Regions from separate parts of the Cricetulus griseus genome. Here region 2 is linked to region 1. The links are chromatin contacts, called in public Micro-C maps. All regions are on one chromosome and are shown on one strand. Each heading gives the region's core, a stretch centred on a gene start, on an enhancer-like site or on the middle of the called end of the contact. The rest is flanking DNA. Distances are from core to core; before and after follow the strand shown. Region 1 overlaps Copg1 (coatomer subunit gamma-1). Region 2 holds the start of Cnbp (cellular nucleic acid-binding protein).

The links. A called contact is a pair of places that touch in the nucleus more often than the background predicts.
Region 2: a contact with region 1 is called in a Micro-C map of the CHO-K1 cell line, with 2.5 times the contacts expected there. The contact joins the promoter of Cnbp here to the enhancer-like site in region 1. A contact is called at or near these places in 2 of 8 Hi-C or Micro-C datasets (both in the CHO-K1 cell line).

Annotation. Positions count from the first base shown.
Region 1 is chr8:55,411,113-55,414,238 of CriGri-PICRH-1.0, reverse strand. Copg1 (coatomer subunit gamma-1) reads left to right here. Exons shown (of 24, transcript XM_027428699.2): 13 at 1,204-1,299. Among named protein-coding and RNA genes, the nearest start is that of Copg1, 11 kb to the left of the region's middle. Within about 2 kb of position 1,463, at least 3 of the 6 cell types and tissues checked have open chromatin away from gene starts, as enhancers often do. A contact at or near this core is called in the CHO-K1 cell line, where this site is marked.
Region 2 is chr8:55,466,429-55,469,856 of CriGri-PICRH-1.0, reverse strand. Cnbp (cellular nucleic acid-binding protein) reads right to left here and starts at 1,266. Exons shown (of 5, transcript XM_027428704.2): 1 at 1,106-1,266.

The sequences.
Region 1 (3,126 bases), core at 214-2,713:
TGTCAACCCTGGAGCAGTCCTCCTTTTATTGTCTCCCAAATGGTTGAGGTTACAGATGCCTGCTTCCATATCCAGCTTATATTTTTCTTTGTTTTTTTTTTTTTGTTTTTTTTTTTTGTTTTTTTTTTTTAAAGGCAGGGTTTCTCTGTATAGTCCTGGCTGTCCTGGAACTCACTCTGTAACCCACATCCTCCTGCCTCTGCCTCCCAAGTGCTGAGATTTAAGGCGTGTGCCACCACTGCCCGGCATGCTTTTTAAATTTTTACTTTAAGATAATTCATAGGAGATCGCAAATATATAAGAGAAAAGGTCTTGGGCATTTCTCTCAACTGCAATGCCCACATCTCGCATAGTCATAGTGTCAACAAGAAACCAGCAATTGTACAATCTAGAGTGCTTACTCAGATTTCATTGGTTATGAGGTGCACATGTGATGCCTTTGAAAATTACTGCCACAGTTAGACTCACCATCATTAGACAGAGCTTGTACACTCCATTCCCAGACCCTCATCCCTGATTCTTGACAGTCTCTCATCTATTGGTATTTTCCATAGTTAGATTATTTTAGTGCAACCTAAATAGAGTCATGAAATGTGTCCCTGGGGAGTTTTCATCAGAGCAGAGAATGATAGGAACAATTTTTGATATAGCAGGATAAATCCTAGAGTGTGGGTTGTGAAACGTGGACAGAAATCTACTCTGCCTGTGGGCTGTATGAAGGCATATCGATAGGCTGATGGTGTGGTGAGATTTGCACATGAGATCAACCCCTCTGGACAGTGGAGGATGAGTTGGAGGAGAATCGTATCTCTGAAGATGAAGGGGCTTAGAAGCAGCAAGAGCAATGATGTAAGAGCAATGTGAAGACTTGAGCCAGTTACAGGAAGAAAGCAGAGGGAAGAAATGAGATTGCCAAAGAGACCTCGAGAAGAGAACAGAGTGGAATATTGGGTGAAAATGTCCACGGCAGGAGAGAAGCAGGCCAGGCAGGGTTTGGGGAGCTAGACCTGCACTTGGGCTACTGAGACTGCCATGTTTTCCTGCCCTGGGGGACCTCAGGGCTGTGTTCCCCAGCATGGAGTGATTGGTGTTCCTCCTGGTTTCTTGCTCTTGTGTTGGGCCTAGAGCATAGTCTTGCCCAAGGAGGGACTCTGTGACTAGGATTGTCAGGGGCTGCTACTCATATGTGTCTCTCTACCCCAGGTGGTGGTTGTCCAGGCCATCAGTGCCCTGTGCCAGAAATATCCTCGGAAACATGCCGTACTCATGAACTTCCTGTTCACCATGCTAAGGGAAGAGGTAAGAGTGGGGCCACTGGGGTTCTGCTCGCTTTTTTGGTGCAGAGAGTGGCCTGGCTGCCAAGATCCGTTTCTTGGTATTAAGCTCAGAACACCGTTAAACAGCTAGTTTCCTGGAGCCTGCGGCACTTAAACTCCCATGCACAGATGATGCAACAGCACCAGCCGCTCATAATTACAGTAGTAATGTATGACTCACCAGCATGGCAACAAGTCCAGCGGGTGCCCCAAGGCAGTGCCTGTGCAGAAAGCAGGATGTCAACCTATTGCAAAGTCAAGCTTAGAAGACTGACTGCATTCAGGATCTTGGAAATTGTGCTAAAAACATGGCTTTGGTCCTGGAGTTTGTTGGTTTTTGTTGTTGTTGTTGTTGTTTGTTTTGAGAAAGGGTATCTACATAGCTCTGGCTGTCCTGAAACTAACTATGTAGACCAGACTAGCCTTTAACTGACAGAGATTTACCTGTCTGTCTCCAGAGTTCTGGGATTAAAGGCTTGGTCCACTATGCCTGGCTGGTTCTCTTTTTGTGCTTGACATGAATCTGTGTTTTTGTTTGTTTGGTTTTTTGAGACAGGGTTTCTCTGTGTAGCTAGACCAGGCTGACCTCCAACTCAAAGACCCTCCTGCCTCTGCCTCTCAAGTGCTGAGATTAAAGGCATGCGCCACCACTAGGCTTGTTTGTTTTTTATTGTATGAACAAAATTGGCAAATTCATAGGTTCAAAAGCAAGTGTGTATTGGGGGCTGGAGAGATGGCTCAGCAATTAAGAGCACTGGCTGCTCTTCCGGAGGACCTGGGTTCAATTCCTAGCACCTACATGGTGGCTCCCAACTATCTGTAACTCTAGTCCCAGGGGATCTGATGCCCTCTTCTGACTACTACAGGCACCAAGTATACATGTGATTCAGATATACTTGTAGGCAAAATACTCATACATACAAAATAATTTTTAAAAAACAAACAGTGGAACAGATTTGGCCCATAGATACACAGAACCCTTTACCCCAGTCCAAGGTGGACCAAGGGCCAACAGGAGAGCAGCTTTTGCATTGGTTCCTTGGGCTTTCTCAAGGTATTTCTCAAGGATAAGGTATTGATGCCTTAACAGCCATCAGCTGCAACCCCACTGTTAGAGAGTATGTGGGATATGTGGTCTCCTGATTCTCCTAACAGTCCTTGTCACTAATATTTTAAGAATGAGGACTCTGGGGCCAGTGAGATGGTTCAAGTGGTAGAAGATGCTTTGATTTTAATCCCTGGATTCATGGTGGAAGCAGAGAACCAACTCCTGAAAGTTGTCTTCTGACCTCCATGTTTGTGATGTGACATGTATAGGCCTGCACTCACACACATATATTACTTATACACAAAATGGTTGGGTGTGTGTGTTTTAGAAGGACTGGAGAGAGAGAGCTTAGTAGTTAAGAATACATACTGTTCTTTCAGAGAACCCAAGTTTGGACTCAGTATTTAGCACTTTATAACTGTTTATAACTCCAGCTCCAGGGGATCCAACAGCATCTTCTGGCTTCTATGGGTCAGTCTGTACCTGTACTTACACACACATACCCATACTCAGGCACACGCACGGGCATGCCCCCCCACACACACACATTTTAAAGAAAGGAAGAAGAGGATTCTGGGTGTAGCTCGATTGGTAGAATGTTTGCCTAACATGCACAAAATCCTGATTTTGATTCCAGCACTGAATAAACTTGGTAGCTGTCCCAGCACTTGAGAGGTAGGAACAAGGTTAAGAGCTCAAGTTTATCCTTGGGGACATAGTGATTTTGAGGTTAGCCTAGGATACACTGGACCCATGTAAAGG
Region 2 (3,428 bases), core at 17-2,516, 56 kb before region 1:
CTTTTACTAAAATGCAGACAAATTGAGTGTCATGGTTTAACTTGTCTGTTTTCTGTTCTCAAGAATATTGCAAAAACTTGGAATTAGACGATTGGTGCGATTCGTTTCCTTTCCCCAAGACCCCCACCCCCACCTCAAGACCAGATGTAGTCACTTCCTCTGAAAGTGCCTGGTAGCTGAAGCCATGTGCTTGACATGTGGCAACAAGCAAAAGCTTTACCTATAAAATCAACACCCGAACCCAAGTGGGGGCGATTAGACCGTTCTAAAGCAGGTTTTCGCGCTAATGAAAATCTAGATTCACCTTTGCCAATTCTACTTCCGAGGCTTGCTCGTAATTTATGTCCGTTTAATCCGAGAGATATCGGCAAAGGCTTCTGCCGCCGAGATTGCCTTAAAGGCCTGACAAACTGGGGGGTGGGGGGGTCCTTCCCACCCTCGCCCGCCCCAGGGACCTAAGACTTTAATCTTACCGATTCAGGGAAAAGTGCTTTTTCGTGCAGCAATGGTGAATAGGCCGTTTAAGAATACAAAGTACAAGGGATCGGGAGGAATAAAGGTTGGCAGCATGGAGAACTGGATCCAGACTCCTGAGCCTTACCGCGACGTGCGCGGGCTTCGTCACGGGCCGGTTCCCGAGGCCCCGCAGCCGCTGGCACATGGCCCGCCAGGCCTCCACCCCGCGGTCGGGCTGCGGACCTCCTCCGCGCCCGCGCGCCCTTCCCCGCACACGGCCCGGTTCCAGGAGTTCCCGCCACACTGGCCCTGGGCGCTAGGCCCGCGCGCGACCCTCTCCGCCTCGGCCCCAAGGGCGCCGGGCCTCGTCGCCACACGCCTGAGGCCTGCGCGGCCGCGGGCGCCGAGCGAGCCCCCCCACCCCACCGGCTCTAGGTTCCCGCGCCGCAGGGCCGCCAGGGCGGCCGCCCTACTGCGGCAAGCCGGAAAGCAGGGCCCAGGAGGCAGCCAGGCCGAGCCCCGCGCCTGACGCAGCAGGGAGCAGGCCAAGGTGCGGCCGCCATCGCGCCTCGTAGCTCCGGCCCTCCGTCGGTCTCGGCCGCGCCAACCCCGCGGCCTCCACAGCCCGGTCCACACCCTGAGCCCTCACCTTCGGCGTCTGAGCTGCCCACAGCGGTGGATACTCGGACGCAGGCCCAGGAAAGCGACTCGCAAAGCAGTGGCTGTTTATTTTCAGGGTCCTTGCCTGCGCCACACGCGGGTCTGCACACGGCCCCACACACGCCGCTGCGCACGGCTCTCCTCCGCCTCGCCCACGCGTCCAATCAGCGCCGGGAACCGGGCCGGCCAATCAGGATCGCCCGCGGGGAGCGCGGCCTAGCGCGAGGGCGGCATCGGGCGGGGCATGCTCCGCCTCCACGCTCCGCTTCTTCCGCTGTGCTATGCGCGTGGCCTTCCCGCCTGGAGCTGGTTTCCGTAGCTCCGAGTCGTGTCTTCAGGCAGTTTGTCCCTCCATCCTTTGCTGGCCTTCTCCCAACCCCGACTGACCCGCTCTGGCCAGCTGTATTCTAGGGGACTGTCCCGGGCAGTGGTCGCGGCTTGCGGGAGCCAACCTCCCCTCCCCGGCACCCCCTAAGCGGGAGGCGCTGAGAAGCAGGCCAGGTTTCCAGAGCACACGCACTTAGGTTTGGGGGAAGGTCATCGAAGCGGCAGTGGCCACCATTACGGCCCATGAGATGCGTTTGGATTTTGTACCTTCTGGGTATAAACCGACATCTCGCTGCTAGAGCCCCTGGATTGTAATCCTCCCAAATGAAAATGCCTCATGAGGGTGAAGATGTGACAGGGTACTTAACTATTACTGAGATCTGTGTCACAACACTCCTTGTGACCTGTAATGAGTGACATCCCTAGGATTTAAGGGTGAAAGAGGAAGCCAGGAAAGCCGTTGACCTGGGCTGTTCTGTTCAGGATTGAACTTCAGTTTGGGTTTGGTGGTGTCTCCCAATAGAGATTGTGTGTGTGGTCATAGGCCTTCAAAACAGAAGGCTTTCATGTAAGTTTTCACTTTTAAGTCCAGGGTTTGACCCCCCTGTATTACCACCCCACCCCAAAAGATTGTCTTATGTAAACTGAAACATTCTACAACTGCGTCCAACTTAGGAATGAAGTTTTATTACAAACATGAAAAAATACGGAAGATTCTCAAGTCTCCTGAATTTCAGAAGCTACTAAAATATGTCTATTAATACATTTAGCGAGGTCAGCCATATTGTGACTGCTGTGAACTGCAGTGAACTTTTTTCCCACTAATGACTTACTGTATAAACTTAAAAATGGGCCTGCAGAAATGACTTAATAGTAAAAGCACTTGCAGCCAGGCATGGTAGCACACACTTTTAATCCCTTGCACTTGGGAAGTAAAGGCAGTAGGATCTACAGTCCTGGCTACATAGTAAGACCTTTAGTAATAGAGCATTTGCCTCTCTTGTACAAGGCTCTGGATCCCATCTCTAGCCCACCAAACAAAATCTTCAAGTATAGTGAGACCTTGTCGCAAAAAACAAAACAAAACAAAAACAAAAAAACCACTCTAAAAACAAACAAAAAAACACCACATGCTGCTCTTGTTGGACCAGAATTCACTTCATACTTGTAACAACTACCTACCTAACTCAAGTCCCAGAGGATCTAATGCTCTCTATCTGAGAAGGTGCACATAAATACACTCAGCCACAAAAATCTTTTATTGTTTTTGTTTGTGTCAGGGTCTCATAGATATTCACCTGCACCTCCAGAGTTCTGGCATTATAAAATTGCACCACCATGCCCGGCTTCATAAATCTTTATTTTTCTTCTTCTTTTAAGATGAATACAGAAATTTATGGAAGCTGAATGTCAGGCTGGGGATATGGTTCAATTGCCGAATGGTTGGCATGTGTGAGGTCCTGGTTTCCAAAACCCAGTACCAAAAGAAAGGGTCTGGAGAGATGGCTCAGCAGTAAAGGACACTGGCTGGTCTTCCAGAGGATCCAGACTCAAGTACCAGCACCAACTTGGCTATTTTTAACCATCTATATCTCCAGTTCCAAAGAATCCAGAACTTTTTGTCTCCTCAGACACTGCACCCATGTGCTACAAAACATACATGCAACCAAAACATCCATACACATAAAATAAAAATAAACGTAGAAAAAAATTAAAGATAAAACAAGAATGGACACTCCTTGCTAGTACTCTTCATTCTTTTGATGACTAGGTAGACTTGCACTGCTGTTTTTTCTTTTTTGTTGTTGGTTTTTGTTTTTATTCATTTTTTATTTTTTGGTTTTTTGAGACAGGGTTTCTCTTTGTTGCCCTGACCATGCTTTGTGACTGGCCTTGAATTTAGAGATTTGCCTTCCTCTACTTCCCAAATGCTGGGATCAAAGGCGTGTACCACCGCCTGCCTATCTTGAGCTACTGTCTTGCCT